2 separate regions of the Oncorhynchus kisutch genome follow, and region 1 is linked to region 2. The links are chromatin contacts, called in public Hi-C maps. All regions are on one chromosome and are shown on one strand. The core of a region is the stretch at or near the end of the contact, and the rest is flanking DNA. Distances in the headings are between cores, read along the strand shown. Region 1 holds the start of LOC109884065. Region 2 holds the start of hspb9 (heat shock protein, alpha-crystallin-related, 9).

Region 1 (5,044 bases), core at 410-2,909, 220 kb before region 2:
ATATTATTCAGTTCCTTTGGCTTTGATGCTTCATGATTTGAGCATAGCTCTGTTCAAGTAGAGTGTGATTTTGCTGCGAACGCTCTAAGAGACACTGGGTTGAGGTCAGGGATAAAGTAGTCTACAGTACTACTGCCAAGAGATGAGCATTAGGTGTACCTACCATAGGAGTCCCCTCGAAGCCTGCCATTGACTATGTACATATCCAGTGTCCGACAGAGCTGCAGGAGGTGTGACCCGTTTTTGTTGGTTATGTTGTAGTAGTTGTGTCAAGGGGGGCATATGGGGGGGGGGGGGGGGTCCTGAGCACTCTGGAGCCGGTTTTCAAGGATCTCTCTGTACTTTGCTCTGTTCATCTTTCCCTCAATCCTGACTAGACTCCCAGTCTCTGCCGCTGAAAAACATCCCCGCAGCACGATGCTGCCACCATGCTTCACCATAGGGATGGTGCCAGATTTCCTCCAGACGTGACGATTGGCATTCAGGCCAAAGAGTTCAATCTTGGTTCATCAGACCAGAGAATCTTGTTTCTCATCGTCTGGGAGTCCTTTAGGTGCCTTTTGGCAAACTCCAAGCGGGCTGTCAAGTGCCTTTTACTGAATAGTAGCGTCCATCTGGCCACTCTACCATAAAGGCCTGATTGTTGGAGTGCTGCATAGATGGTTGTCCTTCTGGAAGATTCTGCCATCTCCAAAGAGGAGCTGGAGCTCTGTCAGAGTTAACGATTGGGTTCTTGGTCACCTCCATGACCAAGGCCCTTCTCCTCAGATTGCTCAGTTTGGCCGGGCAGCAAGCTCTAGGAAGAGTCTTGGTGGTTCCAAACTTCTTCTATTTAAGAATGATGGAGGCCACTGTGTTCTTGTGGACCTTCAATGCTTCGGCAATGGTTTGGTACCCTTCCCCAGATCTGTGCCTTGATACAATCCTGTCTAGGCTTGGTTTTTGCTCTGACATGCAGTCAACTGTGGGTCCACATTTAGACAGGCCTTTCCAAATCATGTCCAATCGATTGAATGTTCCACAGGTGGTGTTACCCTCTCCGCAGTTTCAAGATCCTATTTTGCTACATTTTCTATCAAAGTTTATAATTGCAAATTTGCTAAACTTTTCAGGGGATATGTACATCAAAGCACATCGTTTGACTTTGAAGTCACAGTTGCATGAGCCAAGAAAGCAGTCGTGCGAACTGGAAGTCCTTTGTTATAGGTCAGTTTGATTTTGTCACTGTCTACCAAGTCACTCGTGACAATGTTCATGGAGACCCAAATGCACAAATTAGCCTGTTAAAATTGCATTGCAGACATTAATATATAAATATCCTATTGAAACAAGGCTAGACAGAGAGATTATCATGCATGTTATTCATGTGAGGCACTTGAAAGACCTTCCATTATGACAACTTAGTTACTGTAAGACTCACCTAATACCATAAAGAGTAGAATTGTCACCATCTTGATCCTTGTAATGTCCTCCAATATCAGGTATGATTCTCCCCAACACTTGGCAGTAAATTATTGCAATATTTACATCAGATTTAACTTTTTATGTTACAACCAAAATGTAGAGTTAAATTACCATGTTCTACCTCCATGTACAAAAGGTCAATGCATGAGCTTCTAGACACTTTCCAGTATTACCATGACAGAGAAGAGTGGTAAAGTGTCACAAAACAGGAAATCCTAGCCAACTTGTCTCTGGTCTGGTTGCTGATTCCACTGAACTGTGCTAGCACACAACACTGAGCTCAACACCACAAACCCCATTTCATTTATTTTTAAAACCAAGAATATGAGACCCAAAAAACACGACGATTGAACTATACATACACATATACAGTGCCAGTCAAAAGTTTGGACACACCTACTCATTCAAGAGTTTTTCTTTAGTTTTACTATGCCAAGAGTGTGCAAAGCTGTCATCAAGGCAAAGGGTGGCTACTTTGAAGAATCTCACATTTAAAGTATATGTTGATTTATTTAAAAAAAAATTGGTTACTACATGAATCCATGTTTATTTGATAGTTTTGATGTCTTCATGTAGAAAATAGTACAAAAAAAGAAAAACCCTGAATTGAGTAGGTGTGTCCAAACTTCTCTCTCTCGCTCTATATATATATTATACACAGAAAGACAGTGTACAAAACATGAAAAACACCTTCCTAATATTGAGTTGCACCCCCCCATGAATGCTCCCAACAGTTGGCTAGATGTAATTTGGGTGGTGGACCATTCTTGATACACAGGGGTAACGGTTGAGCGTGAAAAACCCAGCAGCGTTGCAGTTCTTGACACAAACAGGTGCACCTGACACCTACTACCATACCCCATTTAAAGGCACTTAAATATTTTGTCTTGCCCATTCACCCTCTGACTGGCACACATACACAACCCATGTCTCAATTGTCTCAAGGCTTAAAAATCCTTCTTTAACCTGTCTCCTCCCCTACATCTACACTGATTGAAGTGGATTTAACAAGTGACAGCAATAAGCGATCATAACATTTACCTGGATTCACCTGGACAGTCTGTCATGGAAATAGCAGGTATTCCTAATGTTTTGTGCACTCAATGTATTGTCTAAACTACATTGAGGGGCCAATAAGGAACCTAAAAAATAAGCCTCCCCCCAAAAGAAACTGTAGTATAACCCTTAAAGGGACTCTGAATCTTGTATGTGTTATTGTAGCGTGACCTGCTATAGTCCCTGGTTCACCAAATTGCTGATCTTCAAGTCACCACAATCTTACTTTCAGCATAATAGTGGACCCACCACCAGTTAAGAAACATTTAAAAACACACACAGGCATGGTTCTTTATTTAATGTCATTCTCTTCGTCCAATGATCTGGCATAATCAAAACAGTTATTTATTTTATCCCCAAATGCTGGTTGACATCTGATTGCATTACAAGTGAGAGTGCAGGGGAAAAAAAACAGTTGTGCGTTGTCATACTGGCTGCAGAGAGGCTGGCCAATAGCAGCGTTCGATCGTTGTGAAGGACAGATCCACACGTACTGAACAGCAGAGGCAGTGGTGTTGTGGGGAAAAGAGATGGGTAGGTAAGTTACACTATTTTGTGTAAACAGTGGTTAAAAGGTGGGGAAATAGCTATCCTGATCCCAGATCAGTTTGTGCAACTCCTATTTCATTGTCATGCATTGGCAAGACGGCACAAACTGATCTAGGGCCAGGCTAGGGAATAGCTAGGTACTCGGATGTGTCAGTAGCGTCAAGAATGACAGACAGATAAATACTAATAGTGTGTAAACAGAGGCAGTTGCGTTGCTGTGATAGATAAAGAGATAGAGGTGCTGATACTGTGAAACAAACTTACAGAGGCAGTGGTGTTGTGTTGTGGGGGGGGGGGGGGGGTAGAGAGATGGGGAACATGTATACATACAGAGGCAGTGGTGTTGTGTTGTGGGGGGGGGGGGGGGGGTAGAGAGATGGGGGACATGTATACATACAGAGGCAGTGGTGTTGTGGGGGGGGGGGGGGGTAGAGAGATGGGGAACATGTATACATACAGAGGCAGTGGTGTTGTGGGGGGGGGTAGAGAGATGGGGAATATGTATACATACAGAGGCAGTGGTGTTGTGGGGGGGGTAGAGAGATGGGAACATGTATACATACAGAGGCAGTGGTGTTGTGTGGGGGGTAGAGAGATGGGGAACATGTATACATACAGAGGCAGTGGTGTTGTGGGGGGGAGGGGGGGGTAGACAGATGGGGAACATGTATACATACAGAGGCAGTGGTGTTGTGGGGGGGGTAGAGAGATGGGGAACATGTATACATACAGAGACAGTGGTGTTGTGGGGGGGGGGGTAGAGAGATGGGGAACATGTATACATACAGAGGCAGTGGTGTTGTGGGGGGAGGGGTAGACAGATGGGGAACATGTATACATACAGAGGCAGTGGTGTTGTGTTGTGGGGGGGGGGGGGGGGGGGGGGGGGGAGTAGAGAGATGGGGAATATATATACATAGAGACAGTGGTGTTGTGGGGGGGAGGGGGGGGTAGAGAGATGGGGAACATGTATACATACAGAGGCAGTGGTGTTGTGGGGGGGGGGGGGGGGGGGGGTAGAGAGATGGGAACATGTATACATACAGAGACAGTGGTGTTGTGGGGGGGGGTAGAGAGATGGGGAACATGTATACATAGAGGCAGTGGTGTTGTGGGGGGGGAGGGGGGGTAGACAGATGGGGAACATGTATACATACAGAGGCAGTGGTGTTGTGGGGGGGTAGAGAGATGGGGAACATGTATACATACAGAGGCAGTGGTGTTGTGGGGGGGGAGGGTAGAGAGATGGGGAACATACAGAGACAGTGGTGTTGTGGGGGGGGGGGGTAGAGAGATGGGGAACATACAGAGGCAGTGGTGTTGTGAGCGTACTGGTATCGTGTCACAGAGTTTACACGGACATAGATAGATACATCCTACAGACAATGTGCTACAATGTGAGCATACTGGTAACGTCGTACAGTTTGTGACTGATGGTGGGGGGTAGTGGGAGCACATAGATAATGTGCTACAGTACAGAGGCAGTGCTGTTGGGGGTAATACATACATTATCCAGAAATGGAATGAGAGAGAGGGACGACCTTAGGAAAAAGGAGGGGGGGGGGGGGGGTCACGGAGTTGTTGGTCTTTAAATTGTCAAATCTTTCTATTTTTTTTTTTTTTTCAGGTGAAGTATAAATTCAACTCTTTACAGGTTGTCAATGGCTATGGTGTTCCTAGCAGTCCGTCCCTTCCTTAAGCGGTCTAAACAGGCGACCAGTGATTCATGCCTTCACTTCAGGACACCAAACAAGACCAAAAAGCAAAAACATAAAAGGCTTTTGACAACAGTGAAAATTGGCTAGACTCCATGTACTTTAACACAAAGGAATACATCTTATGTACATTATTTCATGGCTGCTATTTTCTTACAGGTCACCTTCATAACTCCACAACAACTTGACTCTAGATCATAGAACCACTACGTTTCCTTTTCTCCCATGAAAAAAAAGAAAGAAGAAAATACTGTAAATGG
Region 2 (4,826 bases), core at 2,017-4,516:
TGTGTCCTCCGATTCCTCTGTGTCCTCTGTGTCCTCCGATTCCTCTGTGTCCTCTGTGCATGATAGATTTTCTTATTTCGCTGTATCATTTCTCCTCGTGTTTCTCTTTTCTGTGTTTGTTCTCCTCCTCTTTTTCCTGTTAAGTTATCTTGTCTGTACGCCATGCGTATACACTCTCCAAACAGCGTATCAATCTAATCCAACACTGCAAGCCTATAGGAGTCCAATAAAACATCCATACATCATTTGGACTTCTGCTTATGTTAAGACTTACTTAAGACCAGGCAAGAGATAAACTGCATTAAGGGCCAGTTATTTTTTTTTGGGGGGGGGGTTCTCTCTCTCTCTCTCATGGCTTTCTGGGAGAGAGAGCTGTCAGGTTAATAGATGTCCTTTTCCCCCTCTGTGATGCGAGAGGGCCAGAAAGCCCCTCCCTGCTGGGGACTCACTGCTGCTAAAAGCACAGTTTTTGTGTTTCAAAGGGGAAAGTGGTTGGGAGGAGGGTGTGTGTGTGTGTTGAAAGGGGGGGGGGGGCTTGTTTGAGTGTGTTTGTGGGGTGGTTACTTGCGTGCGTGTGCGTGTGTTTGTGTGCGTGCGAGTGTGGCATGCAACACATTCCATTGCCCTGTTCCCCTCTGTGTCTTGGATTGTTTTCATTAGTCCTAACAGTCATGTAGTAGGAACGCTAAATACATACAGTATACGCCTCATGACATTGCTCTCCATGCCAGTGAACCTGTGGCTACATATCTGGTGTATCGGAGTCTACAAACTTAACCAACAGTGCCACCCACCAGCCAATAAGTGTCCTGCAGCTGCAAGGAAGTTGCTTTCATTTAGTAAAATGGCTCAGGGCTGACCTCTGGTGTTCTTATTGAAGTCACCACACAGATGCTCTCAAATCAAAAGATGCGCTTTCATCTCTATTTGGTCATGTGGTTCCACATACTCTGAGTGTACAAAACATTTGGAACACCTTCCCCCTCTTTTTGCCGTCAGAACAGCCTCAATAAGTCAGGGCATCGACTCTACAGGGTGTCGAAGGCGTTCCACAGGGATGCTGGCCCATGCTGACTCCAATGCTTCCCACAGTTGAGTCAAGTTGGCTGTATGTCCTTTGGGTGGTGGATCATTCTTGATACAAGTGGGAAACTGTTGAAAAAAAAACAGCAACTTTGCAGTTATTGACACACTCAAACTTGTGCACCTGGCATCTACTTCCATACCCCATTCAAAGGCACTTAAATATTCTGTCTTGTCCATTCACCCTCTGAATGGCACACATACACAATCCATTTTTCAATTGTCTCAAAACTTTAAGGGATCATAGCTCTCGCCTGGATTCACCTGGTCATTCTATGTCCTAATGCTTTGTACACTCAGTGTATATTTCAAGCCCCAACTCTGAGGCTTTGTCATCACCTAGTGGATAAAGATAGCACAGATAAAGTGGGGCATTGGTATGCGGGTATTTACTGCCTACCAAAATGCGGCAAGTGTCTTTTTATGGTCTAGCGCAACGGCACCTTATCAACTTATCACCAAGACCTTGTTTAGCCTTTTATCAGGAAGTGCTGGGCTGAGACAAAAGCCTGCACACACTGTGGCCCTTCAGAACCAGCAGTTAATAACACTGTGTTAAGCAACACTTCTATATTCAATAACTACAGTAAAACCAAGGCAGTCTCCTTGAAGAAATCACTTAAGTGATATTGCTGAATTGGGGAATGATGCAATTTGACCTATTTTAACTACCATCATTGATCGACCAGCATCCAATCAGCATCCAATCAATATCCCGGGCAGCAGTTGTGGGTCTTCAACTTACAGTATAAATGCTAGAAGTGTAAGGGGTTGTAATATGACTCTTCCTGAGTTCCTCAGCTATAAATACTCTCTCCTCTCCTCTCCTCGCTATAACTATGACTGAGTGTCTCTAGGCCCCATCAATCTCCTGACTCCATCGCAGGGAGGATTGTGGGTGACACGCTGACATATGGCCCAGCTCCCAGCACGCACTGGGAGACACCTGCCACATGCCGCTAAAGAATGGAGCAGACTCAGTTCTTTATGGCTTCTGTCTGTGGGTGATCAATACACACACACATGCGGATGGAAGCACAGACACACACACGGGTGGCCATGAGGGCACACACGGACATACACACAAATCCGCCACACACAATTTCTAAGGGTGTGAAGTTGCGCTGAGGGTTGAGGTGAATTTGTATGAAGCTGTTCGACTTCGTATAGAATCACTATATGTGATCCTTAAATAGCTCCAATTGGAGCGAATTACTGTGGGTTTTTTTGTGACTATGAATGGTAGCAACATTAGAGTGTACAAATAAATAATTCTAGGTTTTAGAGTGTAGCCTGTTTCTGACTGTGAATGGTAATAACATTTGCTGAGGGTGATATTCTTAGAATGGCAGGTCCCAAAGCGTCTGAAGGCTGAAAAGTACATGCTGTAAATGTAAATTTAAAAAGCGGCGCTCATCAATTTACTTTTATACGCCCCTGTCATGTTGCTATACTCATGGTGTCAGCATTTACACTACCAGGAAGTTGTCTAAAATAGACCTCACTCAGTCTGTGCTAATGTACCAACGATATTCAAACGGACTAACTTCCTCAGACTTCTGTTAGTCAGCGATGCATCACGCATGTCTCTTCTCTGCTTACAGACATACCTGGTACATGGTGCTCGTTAGCTCATTGAACCCATCCTGAACTATGAGGATAGCCCCCTAGTACATGGACACAACACTTGGCTCCTAAAGGAGAGTTGTGGGTTCACGTCAGCTAACCCCGGGGGTGTCCGGCCATCTGTAGCCTTCACTTCCAGTATGTCACCCCAACCTATCCAGCACCCCCAAATAGACAGGGGTGGGGCTCCAAACACGTGTATGACACACCAGGGACAATATCAGCCCGTTGATCTCATCCAACAGCCGTGACTCAGGATAGAGGGTGGAGGGTGGTAAGGCGACCCTCAGCTGTGGCACGACCAACCCGACAGCTGTGAGATAATGGACCAATGACAAACACAGAGGGGGAAACAGAAGCGCCTGCACGTAAAAACACGTAAACAGGACATGGCCATAAGCTCAGTTTAGCCCATCGACTCGTCGCAGGGAATTCTTGCCCCATACCACTTACTGCCCCCTTCCCCCGTCCTTCTTTACTGAGCTCATGGGTTGTAAATAGGGCAACAAGGGGGAGGGCCATAGGAAGAGAGGGAGTATATAAGCCTGAGAGGTGCTGCCACAAGTTCAGAAACACTCACTGGGAGTAGCTTGCCGACCAAGAGATCCTCACAGCAAGAGATCCAAGGAACTCACACTCTTCTTCTTCTAAGCCGACCGGAAAGGAAAACAGAAAAAATAACAACATGACTCAGTCCGCCGCCCCAGCAATCGAGAGCATCTTTGGAAACGACCCTTTCTTCAGTCAGGAGAGGATGGTCTTCCCCCCCATGCGCCACCAGGCCCTATCCGGCATCCAAGAGGACTTCTTCCAGAGGAGGTCCAACCTGGCCAGTGATCTCCTCAAAGAGCTCCGCGATGGGCTCCCCAGTATGTACCAGCTGCACGAGAGGGCCCACCTCCGAATGGGCTCCCCATTCCTGGAGAGGAGGAGCACAGGAGTTCCAGCAGGAGCTCTGAGCCAGGGTCTCAGCACGGAGGTGGCTGAGACAGGCCGGAGCCATAGCCCCCTGGCCCTGAGCCTAAACGCCCAGGGCTTCAACCCAGAAGACATCACGGTCAAGCTGGACGGACGGAGGCTAGCCGTGGTGGCCATGAAACAGGCCAAAGCAGAAGAGGCTAAATCCACCTCCTCTGCCATCTCTTCCTGCTCCTTTTCCTCCTCCTCGTCCCAACAGAAAGGCTTTGTTCAGAAAATTGACCTGCCTGCTCACCTAGACCTGACAGCCTTGACCTGCTCTCTGGGAGAAGATGGACAGCTGAGAATCGAAGCCCCCACTGCCGCCCCCCAGCTGGAAGCCCCTACAGCAGAGCAGGAGGTCCCACTCCGCTTTAGAACCTCCCTGGACGTACCCATAGCCAAGGGCAACACAGAAGAGTCCATAACAGTGACAACCTCAAAACCTTGAATGATATTTTATGAATCATTTAATTGTATTATCAATCCAGTGGATTACATTGTGGGGAATTGTTTATAATATGCCTATTATGCCTAATATGCCATATTATTTAATAAAGACAATCTGATATTGGAATGATGGTTGCTAGAATTGTGGTGTGTGTGTGGGTGACAGTTTTAAAATAGATAACTAGAAATAAGTGGTGGATCCTGTCAATACTGGCATACTATACATTTCAAACAGTCATGTGAACTAAATACTTTTACAGTCCGTAAACACATGTAACCTTTGCACTCTGCAACTCAAAACATACAATACCGTTCAAAAGTTTGGTGCCACTTGTTTTTGAAAGAAAACCACATTTTTTGGTCCATTAAAATAACATCAAATTGATCAGAAATACAGTGTAGACATTGTTAATGTTGTAAATGAATATTGTAGTTGGAAACGGCAGATTTTGAATGGAATATCTACATAGGCATACAAGAGGCCCATTATCAGCAACCATCACTCCTGTGTTCCAATGGCACGTTGTATTAGTTCATCCAAGTTCATTATTTTAAAAGGCTGATTGATCATTAAAAATCGGCCATTTTGAACAGTAGTGTATTTCCAACCTGAAGCTTTGACCAAATGCTTTAAAATACAAAACGAGCATTGTAATTATAATTGAAGCACTCCAAACAAAGGAAGTGATGATGTTGCACTTCATACTCTA

Evidence for each region. Hi-C and Micro-C count contacts between places; a contact is called where the count stands out from the background.
Region 1: a contact with region 2 is called in a Hi-C map of liver, with 5 times the contacts expected there. The contact joins the promoter of LOC109884065 here to the promoter of hspb9 in region 2. A contact is called at or near these places in 2 of 2 Hi-C or Micro-C datasets (liver and muscle).

Annotation. Positions count from the first base shown.
Region 1 is chrLG6:66,179,359-66,184,402 of Okis_V2, reverse strand. LOC109884065 reads right to left here and starts at 1,659. Exons shown (of 7, transcript XM_031827211.1): 1 at 1,421-1,659. The coding sequence starts at 1,451. rarab (retinoic acid receptor, alpha b) reads right to left here. Exons shown (of 9, transcript XM_031827206.1): 9 at 4,643-5,044.
Region 2 is chrLG6:65,961,778-65,966,603 of Okis_V2, reverse strand. hspb9 (heat shock protein, alpha-crystallin-related, 9) reads left to right here and starts at 3,266. Exons shown (of 1, transcript XM_020484658.2): 1 at 3,266-4,248. The coding sequence starts at 3,395. The coding sequence ends at 4,117.